3 separate regions of the Mus musculus genome follow, and all the other regions are linked to region 1. A link is a contact called in public HiChIP or PLAC-seq data. All regions are on one chromosome and are shown on one strand. Each heading gives the region's core, a stretch centred on a gene start, on an enhancer-like site or on the middle of the called end of the contact. The rest is flanking DNA. Distances are from core to core; before and after follow the strand shown.

What was found. HiChIP or PLAC-seq counts read pairs in DNA pulled down with a chosen protein or histone mark.
Region 2: an SMC1A HiChIP or PLAC-seq map of large pre-B cells shows a contact between it and region 1, with 5 times the contacts expected there. The contact joins two enhancer-like sites. A contact is called at or near these places in 1 of 15 datasets of contacts at CTCF or cohesin (large pre-B cells), 1 of 484 Hi-C or Micro-C datasets (pro-B cells) and 1 of 115 datasets of contacts at active chromatin or transcription factors (large pre-B cells).
Region 3: a RAD21 HiChIP or PLAC-seq map of pro-B cells shows a contact between it and region 1, with 2.4 times the contacts expected there. The contact joins two enhancer-like sites. A contact is called at or near these places in 1 of 15 datasets of contacts at CTCF or cohesin (pro-B cells), 1 of 484 Hi-C or Micro-C datasets (pro-B cells) and 1 of 115 datasets of contacts at active chromatin or transcription factors (large pre-B cells).

Annotation. Positions count from the first base shown.
Region 1 is chr16:24,656,663-24,661,167 of GRCm38.p6, forward strand. All of the region lies in intron 5 of Lpp (LIM domain containing preferred translocation partner in lipoma), which reads left to right. Among named protein-coding and RNA genes, the nearest start is that of Mir28a, 170 kb to the right of the region's middle. Within about 2 kb of position 2,594, at least 24 of the 459 cell types and tissues checked have an H3K27ac peak or open chromatin away from gene starts, as enhancers often do. A contact at or near this core is called in pro-B cells, where this site is marked.
Region 2 is chr16:24,257,687-24,262,191 of GRCm38.p6, forward strand. The region is part of intron 1 of Gm31814 (a long non-coding RNA gene); the gene reads right to left. Among named protein-coding and RNA genes, the nearest start is that of Gm31814, 3.2 kb to the right of the region's middle. Within about 2 kb of position 2,090, at least 9 of the 459 cell types and tissues checked have an H3K27ac peak or open chromatin away from gene starts, as enhancers often do.
Region 3 is chr16:24,337,573-24,342,077 of GRCm38.p6, forward strand. No RefSeq gene overlaps it. Among named protein-coding and RNA genes, the nearest start is that of Gm38456, 44 kb to the left of the region's middle. Within about 2 kb of position 2,214, at least 37 of the 459 cell types and tissues checked have an H3K27ac peak or open chromatin away from gene starts, as enhancers often do. A contact at or near this core is called in pro-B cells, where this site is marked.

The sequences.
Region 1 (4,505 bases), core at 1,344-3,843:
CTCTGGCTTTGAGGAGATTCTGCGATTCATTTCAAAGTATCTTCCTTCTGATTCTTAAAAATGGCAAAGTTACAGTTCATATTTATTGCATAGAATTAAAGATAAACAGAGAAAAGAGAAAGCAGCGTTTGTTGTGCCATGAGCTCTGGGTAACCTCTGGCAACATCTAGCCATGTAGAAAGCACCGTGCTGCAAGCACCCTTCGGAGCCTGGCCTTCGTCTCCTCTACTTGGTAATCTGCTGGTTCTTCCTCTCCTGCCCCCAGATATTCTGTGACTCACTCCCTTACTCCATTTACATTTTTGCCCAAATGCCACCCTGGTGAGGTATTTCTCAATCCTGTTCTTTAAAGCTGCAACACCCTGCTACCATCCCAGCTATTCCCCTTCCTTCCTCTGCCATTTCTCCTCGTATGTATTGCTACTTGACATTCAACTCATATTATCTGTTTATTTCTTAATCATTCTTTTTTACCTGCTCCAGTGCAGGTTTTACAGGGGGCAACATTTCCATTTGTTTTGTGCGTTTACCTGTTTGTACCTTTATATGGCAGAGCCTAGAGAAATGACTGGTGCACAGAGGGCACTGAGTAAATGATAGATGACAGAAACAGAAGACACCATCAGCTGGGTGGCTCTCCGGCTTTCCAGTGTGGGAGCAACTGCAGTCACTGTGTAAGCAGTGCTATACTGAGGAGCATTATTCAATTATTGAATGTGACTATTTCGTAATTAAAACCTATAAGTACAATTGAGGGTTTCATACCATTTGCCATATTTTGTAAAGGGACCTGCCTACTAGGATCACATACAGCTCTTTACCGGCTTATTTTCACATGATATTTCCAGTTGGTGGATGGTGTTTATAAATCCTCATATGATGATGTTGAATGTGTATTTTTGATCCATACATGTGTGAGGGAAAGAGCAAAGCAGGGTAATTCCCATCTCTATCACCTCAGACACATTTTCATTAGTTATCTTAACCCTAGTGTTTTCTTAAAAATAACACTGTCTGGTAGAGTTCTAAGTACAGTCCCAATTAGTAATTTAGTTAGTTAGGTGAAGAAAATGAAGATTGAAGGATAGAATATTAATTTTTCTAATATCTTGCCATGTTTGTTTACACGCCCACATTTTAGATTGCCCAGATAGCAACTGAAAGAACTTTAGTCAGTGTCACTTATCTCCTTATTCATGGTGAAGGTAGGTTCTTCAGGAGAGGGATTGGTGCTATTTTCATGACAATGAAGACAAGACAGCCAGCACTAGCCATGAATGGCCTTGAGAGTGAACATTCCCCAATGAGTTCTCACATAGGGAGAACATGAATTCAGGCTCTGCATATTAAGGGTTCTGTGACACTCAGTCTTTGTGTGGGTCTCTGACTATTCTTAGGTATTGTGCACATGTCACATCCTGTCCCCTCTCCATGTAACTTCATTTCACGAGCCACCACACTCTGTGAACCTTGCAAAATCTGGTGTGTTCTGTTATGTGGCGTTGAGAAGAGTCTTCCAGGCTACTAGTATCCTGCCAGACCTAGAAACCAGACACGGTATTAAGTCTGAAAGAAGAGATTCAAGAAAACACTGATGTATATACTTCTTTCTTGGACTGAGATTCACGAAACATAACGGTCCACACAGGGCACTGAGGGAGGAACATCACACGTTCAAGCCCAAAGATGGAGACCATGTTACAAAGAAGAGGGAGGGAGAGAGGGAAGACCGAGATTCACATAGGAGTATCTGGATCGATGAGCCTGGCAAACTCCCCTAGTCAGTTAAAAGACAGGAGCTGGATAGAGTGAGGAAAAGCTTCATTACTTAGAGAAGCCACACATTCCTAGCTTCAGTTTTGAACAGAGGTGTTCATAAGTTGAAAAGGCTGAGAAGGTCATTCAATGGATGAGAAAGGTTTATTTTCTTGGTCTGTCACATCACAGCACTTTCTGATGGTTTCAAGGCACTGCTCAGCTAAATATCTGATGAAGACATAGGCTCCTCATACCAGTTCATTTCATGGGCTTACCCGATTAGGATGCCCACCAGCTCTCTCCTTCCATTCTCAGATGCATGTGTGGCCACTGTCACTGTGGCATTCAAAGGTGCTTCCTGTCCCCTAAAGAACTTAAAACAAATTTAAGAGTCTTTGGAGAGCGAAGGAGAAGGATCTAGGTGCCCCCTTTTCCCAGTTTGAAGTAAGAGGGAAAGCATTGATGATTGCAGCAGTGAAAAGAGAAGACTTTGTTATATTCTTGCCTCCAAGTCTGCTCTCTACTGGCACAGTTCAGCTTCTTAAAGGCCGCTTACCATTTTTCACCCTCTAAGGAATTTATTGCCATCATCTCTGTGATAACATACATTTTGTAGGTTTATCACACATCTATCATTGAGTATGTTTTTCTATTGGATGTTCATCTATACATCAGAATTATGGCATACAGATGATGACAAAGAGTTGTGCAGGTTCTTCATTCCAGTTCCTACAGCTAGGGCATTTCTCCTCCAGAGCATCCCCTTCCAGTACCTCCCCCTTTCGTGCCCACCCCATTGCTGCATTAGCATGCAAGTCCCAGTATAGGATGTAGGAACCGAAACCTAGATGATTGAACTTAGTGAACTGAACCCTTGGTTGTAGTCAGTGGTTGATGGTTAAGAGGTTAACAGCTGGCTTCTTAAGAACCTACATCATCTTTCTTAGAATTAGGTTCTTTGTTGTTTTCATATTATTTCTTTGTTAAAGAAGTCAGTTTTTCTTTCTCTTTAATCCTTCTGGGATTACCATCAGCCTGTGCATCTCTTTAAGTTCTTATAGACAAACAGGATAAAGGAGAATATACTTAGGAGGTATTTCAGAGACAGAGTTGTACCTTTATTTTTAAAATTATTTCTGTGATATTTTGGTTTACTCATATGCATGTTATGGGCCTTTTGAGTCACCCTATATGATAGGGATACCAAGAGTTCAGGCAGGTTTGAGAATGTCTGATGGTCTGATAATTTGAAATGCCACATAGAATCTGGTCAATTACACATTCCCCTCCATACTGCGTTATAGAGGGTGGGAGAAGACAGAGTGATTGCTAGAATCTAAACTTAGGTTGTGAACAACCACCTAGTCATGGCTTCATGGCTCAATACCTTGTGAATTAATTTTTTTCATTCACTCTGTTTTAAGGTAGAAGAGGACTCTGTTGTAGTGCATTTTCCTTCAGAGTTAATGAATACTTTCCATGAGCTGTGTAGCCACCCCAGCATTTCTCCATTTTAGCTGCATGTGGAGTCCCCTAGATCAAAGAAACACTGATGCCACACATTTATTCCAATCCCCAGGATTCTCATCCAATCAAATCCAGAGGAGGTAGTTTGGACAGCCATCGGTTTGATGGCTTTCTTACAGATTCCAGTGTGTGGACAAGGGATAGTGAATGGATAGTTTCAAATTATAATGCTAAAATGGTAAGGAAAGACTTCGAGACAAAAGAAATCCCTATACAACAGGAGTTTGGAACCTTTCAAATCCTGGGGTTCTCCAAAGGATGGAAGGTACTTTGCCGAACTCAGTGAAACTTGAACTATGTTCCAGGAGCCAATGCCACTGAAGTTACCTAGGCTTTTTAGAAGCACAAATCATTGGTCCTTCCTTAGAACTACTACATTAAACGTCTTTGGAAGTGCCAGCCAGAGGTATGAATTTTATAACTCCTCTCTGAAATCCTGATGGATTGTGAACATGGACCAGCGTTTGAGCAAGGTTATATCATGACTTGGGGGTGGGGGTGATGATAGCCTGGTAAAACTGAATGGCTCTAGAGACACTGTCCTTGGCTGTTGTGGCAGGGGTTAGATCTGACAGCTCATAGCTACTCCTCCCAGTGTAGCAACACCACCAGGTGTTTCAGAGCCCAATAGGCTACCATCATTTGCAGGATACACCTTTGCAGTTTTAGACTTTCTTTCCTCTGAGATACCCAAGTTGTCACATTTTTATATTATTCAAAAGTTAATAATTTGCTTATGGAATCTGATTCCTATAGCTTGGTGCCATGGTGACAGGCGAGGAAGAAGCACTTACATGTAAGGGATACTTCTAAATGAAACATCAAAACTACATTTTTAAAGGGAGAACAAACTGCCTTTTAAAATGGTAAAAAAAACAAAACAAAATAAATCCAATGTTTTTTTCTAGTATATCTGATTTTTAAACAATTTTAAATATTTTATAATATAGTCATACAGATTTGTATGTTTGCTTCCCACATCGGTGGTTACATATGGTAGTAACCTGAGCCTTCTTGATGACTGTGTTGTACTTAGATATCTAGATCATCTAGTTTCTGTTCAAGTGTCCCCTAATCTGTTCTCTGGCCATTTATACACACAGTGAAAGCTGAACTCGCAGGCTGTGTGTCAGACCTTGCTAGTTTTCCTTACGCTCAGTGTTATTTGGAGTTTTATGTTATTTGCTATGTTGTCGATGTTTATATTCAACATGACTTGT
Region 2 (4,505 bases), core at 840-3,339, 400 kb before region 1:
CTACTTAACATCGCACCATATAAACATTAACTCAAAATGGGCTGTTATGAAAATACTTTTGATACAGAAGTAAAAATACAATATGAATAGGAATAAAAAAGTTAACCTAAGCTAAATGAATTACTCTATGAAAAATTCTCTTAAGAGAGAAGAGCAAGGTAAAGAACAGAGACTCTTGCTAGTCATATCTAAGAAGGCATTTCTGTCTGCATATAAAGAACACTCAGAACTCAGGAGTAAGAAGCTTGTCTAATTGTTCAAAATGTACCTACACTATGAATAAGTGCAGCATCTTAGAAGATGCATGGATGGCAAGCAAGTACATGGGATGCTCATTAGGAAGGAAAACAAAGCACACTGTGGTTGCTGTGTTTCTATTTGAGTCATTAATAGGAAATCATTTGTAAAAGCTAACAATAGCAAATGCTGACAAGAATCCAATATCACTGTCCCTCTCTTGTATATGTTGCCGATGGGAATGTAAAGGTTTGATAGGTTCACCCAACACCAAAAGTCCTCTTAAGCGGCACGTCCTGTTTTCACAGAAAAACCCTTATACAGATATGATAGGAGTTCTGATTGATCATGGTTCCCTTGAGAGAAAACACCTTGAGTTCTTAAAAGAATAAACCAACAGCTGAAGGCCGGGGACAAAACTCAGCAGCATTGCTTGACTACATTGACATAACACTATGGGAAGGGGAAATATGGCAGCAAGAATCTCCTAAACTCAGGTGCAGGCCAGGAACAAGGCCACATGACTCCAACCTGCAGCCCAAGTGGATTTTGAGGTGATGACTACTGGTTCTGACTGTTGTGGTGGTCACACAAATCTACACCTGACCAACCCCCCCCCCCTTCTGGTGTTCCAAGACAGGGTTTCTCGGTGTAGTCCTGACTGTCCCAGAACTCACTCAGTAGGCCAGGCTAGCCTCCAAATCAGAGCTCCACGTGACCAGGCTCCTGAGTGCTGGGATTAAAGTGGACATGTACTTCTACAGCCCCGCCTTCTCTAGGCAGGCTTTTCCTATGTGGCCTCATACTGATAGACTCACTCTGGATGACCCATTCTAATTTTACAGAACTAACTTTCAATGTAATTACATCTGTGTCTGCCTATCAAATTTAATGGTTGGCTCTTGCTACATTGACTTGCTATAAAACATGTATCAAAAGTTAAATATGGTTGGCACTAGGGTTGAATATGACTGTTAGTATTAGATATAATATGATTATCATTCTTCTGGGTAAATAGCTACATAAATCTTTAAACTTCAAAGATGGCCTTGCCGGACCAGAGATTTTCATTCAGGATTTTGTTTGTTTGTTTGTTTGTTTGTTTTTGTTTTATTTTGGGGGGGGGTCTCTCCTTTTTTTTTCTCCTTCCCAATGTCTTTAGGCCCTTCCAGATCTGTCTCAAGTATGTTTTAAAAGTCTTGATAAATTTGTCAAGATATCCTTCAGAAAAAAATGGTGTCAAATTTCATTGCCAGAAGTCAGGGAGTGCCCAGCTCCCCGTAGCCTGTCTCTTTAGTCATATTATACTGTGACCATTAGAATTTCAGCTTCCTCAAAATCCTTCTCCATACATGCATGGGGAATGATCTTTGAAAGCTAAAATAACTCTCAAGATCCTGTATGTAAGCTTTAATATACAAGCTGGCCACAGTATGTATATTTGCTTATTGGTTAAAACAAATATCCCATATTTTTCTTAGGCATTAGGTTTTCCTATTTAAAGTTAAAACTCTTTTGAGTTACTGATTTTTCAAGCAATAATCATTAACTCACCACTGAAGCTGTGATCTCCAAATATTTTTAATCAACACAGAAAAACAAAAACAAATAGTCATAACAAGACTTTTTTCATTTTATATTTTTATATTATAGTTTTATATTTTATATGTATATAACTCTCTAATCTAGGCCTTAAGAGATAATAAATGTTGGCATCGCTTATATTTCTGGCTAAAAGGTAAGCATGAATAGAAATTCTAGAATTTTCTGCCCACTCTCCAAAAGTTAGTGTTTTGTGTCACATCAATGAAGAAATGCTTTGTAGATTTGTCTCAAGGGAGGTTCTGTTTAGTACACGGTACCACAGTTGCTGCCTTCATGAGTTCATAGGCCACCTAGGAAAGTGGCAAGAGGGCATCTACACTGGAGGTGTGATAGCTGACAGGGAGAGATTGCTCCCAAAGAGGGAAGACTTAGTCTGAGGACACAGAGGCCCTGCAAGATTATGATAAATTCTAAAAAATGTTGACTTCTGCTCCCTGAGGAAGCCTTTCTCTCTCCCCTGCTCCTCACAGATGCAGCAACCTCACAGGATGTCGGCACAGAGAGGCCGGCTGGGGGACAATCTGTACACCTGCAGTGTGTGACTGTTGGTGGGTTTTTCTTTTGTCTTTTTTTTTTCCTGTTTGTTTAATGTATATATTTTTGCCTTTGGGACATAGTGACACACATTTCTGCTTCAGCAAATGCAATGCCATAGCAAAGGGAAAGACACTCCTTTAGTACAGAAGGCTGAACCTTAGCAAGTTGCTGTCTAATGATCCTTTATTGATTTCTGCTTTGGTGGTGGTGGTGGTGGTGGTGGTGGTGGTGGTGGTAGTGGTTATGGTAGTCTCACTACCTGGCTTGAAATGCCCTATGTAAACCATGTTGGCCTTGAACTCACAGAGATGGCCCTGCCTTTGTTTACTGATTGCTAAAGGCAGACACTACCACAGCAGACGTTTGTTACCTTTAATTATAAGAATTACCCATTCCAGAGAATGACAAGTAAACTTCCAAGACCTTTGACCTTTCCCTGAGTCTAAGGTACCCAGTAAGATCTGGATTGCCTGCCTGCCTGTTTGTCTGTCTGTCTGTTTGTACCATAGAATTTTCTCTTAGTAAAGAAGGTGGCCATGGCCATGCCCATTGCAGAAGAATTGTTCAGTTCCAGGTCAGTGAGACCCACAGTCTGAGATCTCATCTCACCAGACCGCCAAAGGCAGGTAGGATAAGTTATAGGTGTTTGTGTAAATATTTTGTATAGATAAATGAATATACATTAGAAAACTTTAACACCTTATCTATATAGGTTATCACTATAAAAACATATTGATGCTGTTCATGAATGTGTATTTTTTTTCCTCCTGCCTTTGGGAAATAGGCAGGAGGGAAACTACTTCTCTTTAGACATAGGGTGTTACCCCCCTACTTTAGCCTTTTATTCATTGTGTAAAAGATCAGGCTTGGTTTTCTTGTTCTGTGTTACCTTATTCAAGATAACTTTTTCTAGTTCTATCCATTTACATCTGATAGAAGACTAATATCCAAAATATATAACTAAACAGAAAACAACCTTAGGTATCAAGAAAACAAACCCAATTAAAAACTGGGGTACAGATCTAAACATAATTCTCAAAAGAGAAAACTCAAATGGCTGAGAAATGTTTAAAGAAGTGTTCAGTATCTTCAGTCATCAGGGGAATGAAAATCAAAACTACTTTGCAATTTCATTTACATCCACCAGAATGGCTAAGATCAATAACACAAATGACAGCTCATGCTGTCATGATACAACAGTAAGGGGAACACTCATCCATTGATGGTGGGACTGCAACTTGTACAGGCAGTATGACAATCAGTGTGGTGATGCATCAGGAGTATGGAAATAGATCTACATCAAGATCCCAGCTTGGGCATCTTGGGTCCATAGCCAAAAGATGCTTCCTTCTACCACAGACACACTTGCTCAACCATGTTTCTTGCTCTCTATTCATAATAGCCAGCAATTAGAAACACCCTAGATGTTCCTCAACAAAAGAATAAAGAAAATGCAGTAGAGTTTCCCAGTGGAATATTACTCACCCAGCAAATCCTTTTAAAAACAGAAGAAAAAAGAACCATACAAAGTGTAGGTGCATAGCACTTCTTAAGTATGGATTGAATCCTGCCACCACCCGGATTAACAGTGAGATTTTCCTGTACACACAGTGTCAAATATTCCATGTGACATTCAAAGCCCTTCAAATTCTTGCCTCCACCTAGACACCTGCTGTCTCCACCAGAGACACCAAACCACATGCTCCATGGTGCATGTGAGCATCCATCGTCCCTTGGTACCGTCCAGTCATCTAAGGAGCTAAGGGCTAAGGCCCTGAGCCCTGCCTCTCTCTTCTCAGTCTTTCTTAATCAGCCATTTGTGTCTAATCTTTCTGCATCTCTTTCTAAAGAAAAGGCAGAGCACTCAACTGCCTTTAACTAATGGAGACATTTGTTACCTCTTATTGGAAACGGCTTAATTTTTTTTTCTGGCTTCTGATCTCTTCCAAGCTGGAAGAACAGGCTAGGGAGGCAAGGAAGCTTCATCGTATTGCTTTGACATTTCATATTAAGAAGCCTGTGGAATTTTTAAATAAAGATGCTCAGGAATCCACCCAGGCTATTGTCAAGGCTAGTGGTGGATCTCCACAATAACCCTGTTGCTGAAGTCAACAGATACACAAGTC
Region 3 (4,505 bases), core at 964-3,463, 320 kb before region 1:
GAGTTAGTTCTCTCTTTCCACATTTAGATATTTCCAAGGACTTGAACATGGTGGCAGGGGTGGGGGTGGAGGGACATCAGTATGCATTTGCAGCAAGCACTTTTACCTACTGAAGAATCCCAGCCACTCCACAGAATAACCTCTCAAAGGTTACTAGTTTCTTCCCCTCTGATATGCAGTTTGGAGAAATGTTATCCCAATGGAATTGGCAAGACAGCTGTTGGATAGAAGAGTCAATTTCTCTATATATGCCTTATGTCTAGGTGTGGAAGGTCTCTTCCTTCCTCCTTCTCCATTTAGACAATTGCTTCAAGGTGGGGTGCTACATAGGTGGCCTACTCCTGACCTCTCTGCTCTCCGTGAGTGGAAAGAGCAGTGATGACGTCTCTGGTGGGCTATTTAGAGGTGAGCCTAGAGCCTGGGTGACTTCTCTCCAGCTCTCCATTTCTTTTCACTCCTGATCTAATCTGCGTTTAGGGAATGGTACCGTGTGAACACAGCAAGCATGACCATGGATGTGTGTGTGTGTGTGTGTGTGTGTCTGTTGTGATGCTCAATGGTAAAACGTCTGCTGAGCATGCATGAAGACGTGGGTTCAGTCCCAGCACAGAATAAATAAATGTCTGAAGAAAGGCCACACACATGAGAAGAGCCTTTCTTGACTTATCATTGCTGGTGACGAGGTATGTAAGTCACCACAATCCTGGGTCCAGTGTTAAAGTCCATCTTGCCCTTCCAATCTCTCCGGTGGGTGTTTACTGTGCAGTCAGTGAATTAAAGCAAATGCAAAACAGAAAGATAAAATGCTCCAACTCATGGCTTCTTCCAGAGTGTCACTTCTGTGGTTACTGAGAAACACGTTTGCCTGTCACCTCCAGTGCACTTCACATCGTCTTACAAAAGTTCCCTCTCGGGAGGCTTCCCGTATACTAAGACCAAGGAAAATGGCGGGCACTGGGACTGTTCCTACGTGTTCTTTCCCCCCTCAGAGCTCTTGAAGCTGTAGTGACTTCCACCCCATTTCCTTCAGCACCTCCCAAGGGTATTCCCCTCAAGGGATGTCTCTTTTCTACAGACAAACACATCCTCTGGTTTTTCTGCCCTCTTTTCTCCATTGGTCATATTCTCTTTCTTTTGTCTCTGTCACAACTTGATTGGTTGTCACTGCTCCTTCAGTCCGACAACCCCAAGAGCAGTATGAACCACAGCTCCAGTGAAATGCAGAGGAAGGTCTTCGTCTTCTGGTGAAATTAGATATTACACAGAAAACACTTCCCCGGCCTCAAACAATCCTTTAAAAATACCCAGACAGTACTATGAGAAATTCTGCAAAAGGCTTATCAGTAATCTCATCAGATGTTTTTCTCAGGTACAGACAGTCCACCCAAGGAAAAAAGAAAACAAACAGAAGTTCTGCCCTACATAATGACTAATGTCACACTATTTTTAACACAATCATGTCTTCCTTCAACTAGGTTGTAAGGCAAGAGCCCTTAGAGAGATGAGACTGGGCTTTACTGGTGGAAACATTATCCAGTAGTTATACCTAAAACCGGAAAGAGCCAACTCTGAGGATCCCTGGACCCAACTTATAAGTAAGATACTCAAGTCATATAAGCCTTGGAGAATTTCCTCAAGAGAGTCAGCGGCTGGAGGTAAAAGCAAAAAACGGTCAGACTGGCCCCTCTCAATGGGTAAAAAAAGGTGGGGTGATTTATTATTGAATTCAGTCATTGTCTCAGGGTGACCCGCTTACCCAGGAGGAAGGCTCTGTGCCAGTTTGAGCACTGCCTTGATTAGCATCTGGAAATTCCAGGTTCTTGGTTGACTTGGGGGGGGGGGTCCACATGTCACCTGCCACGCTCTCTGCCTGTCTCTTCTCCTATCTCAGTAATCTGAAGAGGAAAACTGTAAGTCTGGGCCCATAGTCACTGTGCATGACTTAACTGTGACATCTATCATGCAAAAGCAGCTGGGCTTGGGACAGTGTGGGTTACCAAGTAGGGGTTATTATAACTTTGGGGGTCTTGTTAAAAGAAAAAAAGTCTTACAAGGTAAAGGTCAGCAACAGATGATATGTGGAATACTCTCTAACTTTTCCACGGCGAGGCCTTCTAGGGCCAGGGCATCCTTCTGGATTTGCTGAGGGTGTGTGTTTCCTTTTTAAGGTCATGCACTCGAACATATGGATGTGGTAACAGTCGGCTGGCTGACTGGCTTTCATGTGCTAGTGGGCGTGACTGTTTATAAGAACTTCTTAAGAAAGCTGAGTCCCTAACACTTGCAACCTCAGGCACTCACAGGAAGCTAGTTTCTGGAACAGACCCTTTTGTATGTCCAAGAAAAGAAGCCTTCTTCCAGACCTCATTAGAAGAAGCTGGCTTTGGAACAGAGCATGGTGAGCCTGCGAGAGACAAGCTGAATTTGTGTAAGAATGTAATTCCTCCCACCAGAAAAAGGAAATGGAGCTTTCTTTCCAAGAAGGCTAACCAAGAATGGCATCCCATCCCAGGGATGTTTTTAGGTAATCATGCTCACAGCAGAGTAGAGCAGTGAGAACACTTACAGTTCCCTAGGGGGCTGGGGAGACGGTTCAGTGGTCGAGCACACTTACTGCTCTTGCAGAAGACCCAGATTCTGTCTCCAGCACCAGCATCACAAAGCCCACAGCTGCTGATAACCCTAGTTGTAGGGGACCCAAAGCCTCCGTGAGAACTGCATGCAGGTAAACGCTCTCACACACAAACACTTAAACAAAGACAATAGTATAAGTCTCTGTTTGAAACTGAAAATGAGCCTGCAGATTAATCTCATTGTCTATGAGGTCCTATCTTACCTTCTTTTCCAAAGTATTTTTTTTCCTTCCCTTTCCTTTTCTTTTTCTTTTTTCTTTTTTGTTTGTTTCTTTGTTTTGTTTTTCTTTTTGTCTTTAGGTTTTTTTGATAAGTTCTCTCTGTGTAGCGCTGGCTGTCCTGGAACTGACTTTGTAAACCAGGCTTGTCTGGAACTCAGAGATCCACCTGCCTCTGCCCCTCTGCCTCTCTGCCCCTCTGCCCCTCTGCCCCTCTGCCCCACCCCCTTCACCCACTATCACCGGTCCTCGCCCTCGTGTATCCTCTGTCTCTTGTTTAGCTCTTCTCATCCATCCCCTCCTCTAATTTCTAAAGAAATCTGTTTTGTGTACCACAGCAAGAAGTCTAATCAGTCAGAATGGCCTAGGTCCACCAAACCGCAGAGGGCTGTTTCTCACCCCCTCTCTACACCTTTGTTTGGCTTTTAGAAACTCAGATCTACACCCATTATTTCCCTGGATTTGAGACTCAGGCTCAAATGCTGCTGAGATTGTAGAATGGAGAAAAGAACACACCGAAGGCGATCAACCTTGAAAACAAGACATTGCTGGGAGTGACAGAAGCCACTGTTGCTCACAATTTATTAACCCAACCCACGGGTAGCCAGAAGGCACAGTCCTCACAGTCGTGCACATTTGGTGACTAGTATATAACTCCTTTGTTTAAAAAGCAAGCAGGCAGACGGGCGTGGTGATGAACACCTTTAATACCAGCACTTGGGAGGCAGAGGCAGGTGAGTTTCTGAGTTTGAGGCCAGCCTGGTCTACAGAGTGAGTTCCAGGAGAGCCAGAGCTACACAGAGAAACCCTGTCTCGAAAAACCAAAAGGGGGAAAAAAAGCAAGCAGGCAAAGAAACTGAAAATCCCATGGTTTCTAAAATAAAAATCAAAACTCAACTGCTGCCCTTCTATTTGGCCCTACCACACCTTCAGAATACCCCGCCCCCCAATCTGTGACTTTTTGTGGTATTAGCATACTTTGTTTTATTTCAATGGTAGAATATTAATAATCCAGTCACAAGGCTAAGATGTACTTAAGAGAGCATCTCATTCTTAAACCTTCCATATGTGCTGCTAAGTCTTCAGTCATCTGTTTAAAACACACAGTTCTGGGGACTTGCTACCTCCCAGGTAACGCATTCCACCCTTGCAAATTTAACAGCCCTGGTGGTTAAAAAAGCAACAATAATAACACATGTTAAATCCTTCATCAGATGAAGCTAGTACCTTCTGCCTTTTTCCAAACGAGGCAGCAAAGCCCTGCTTTAAAAAAAAAAAAAAAAAATCTCACAAAGGCATTTCAGCAAAGAAAGCACAGAGAAGTTCTGGCTCCATGTGTCTCATTGTTGCCTAGAGGCTTCTTCTTGGGTCTGGACCGTGAACATCTCCTAAGAGACACAGGGATATGGAAAGACACCAAGGTAACTGCCCTGCCTTGTTTACCAGAGAACTCAAGGGTGCCTTCACAGCTGTGCTGAGCGGAAGTATTTAGACAGAAGGCTGTGTGGTCCCAGGCTTCGTAGTGACTCACCAGCAAGGCTGTAGATCTGAACTATTAGAAACACCAAGTAACGTGCTAGGGGTGGTCACAGGGCAGAGCAGCAGAGAGAAGAAGCTCAAGGAAGGCTCTCCTGCATTACTGGTCAGATGTGGT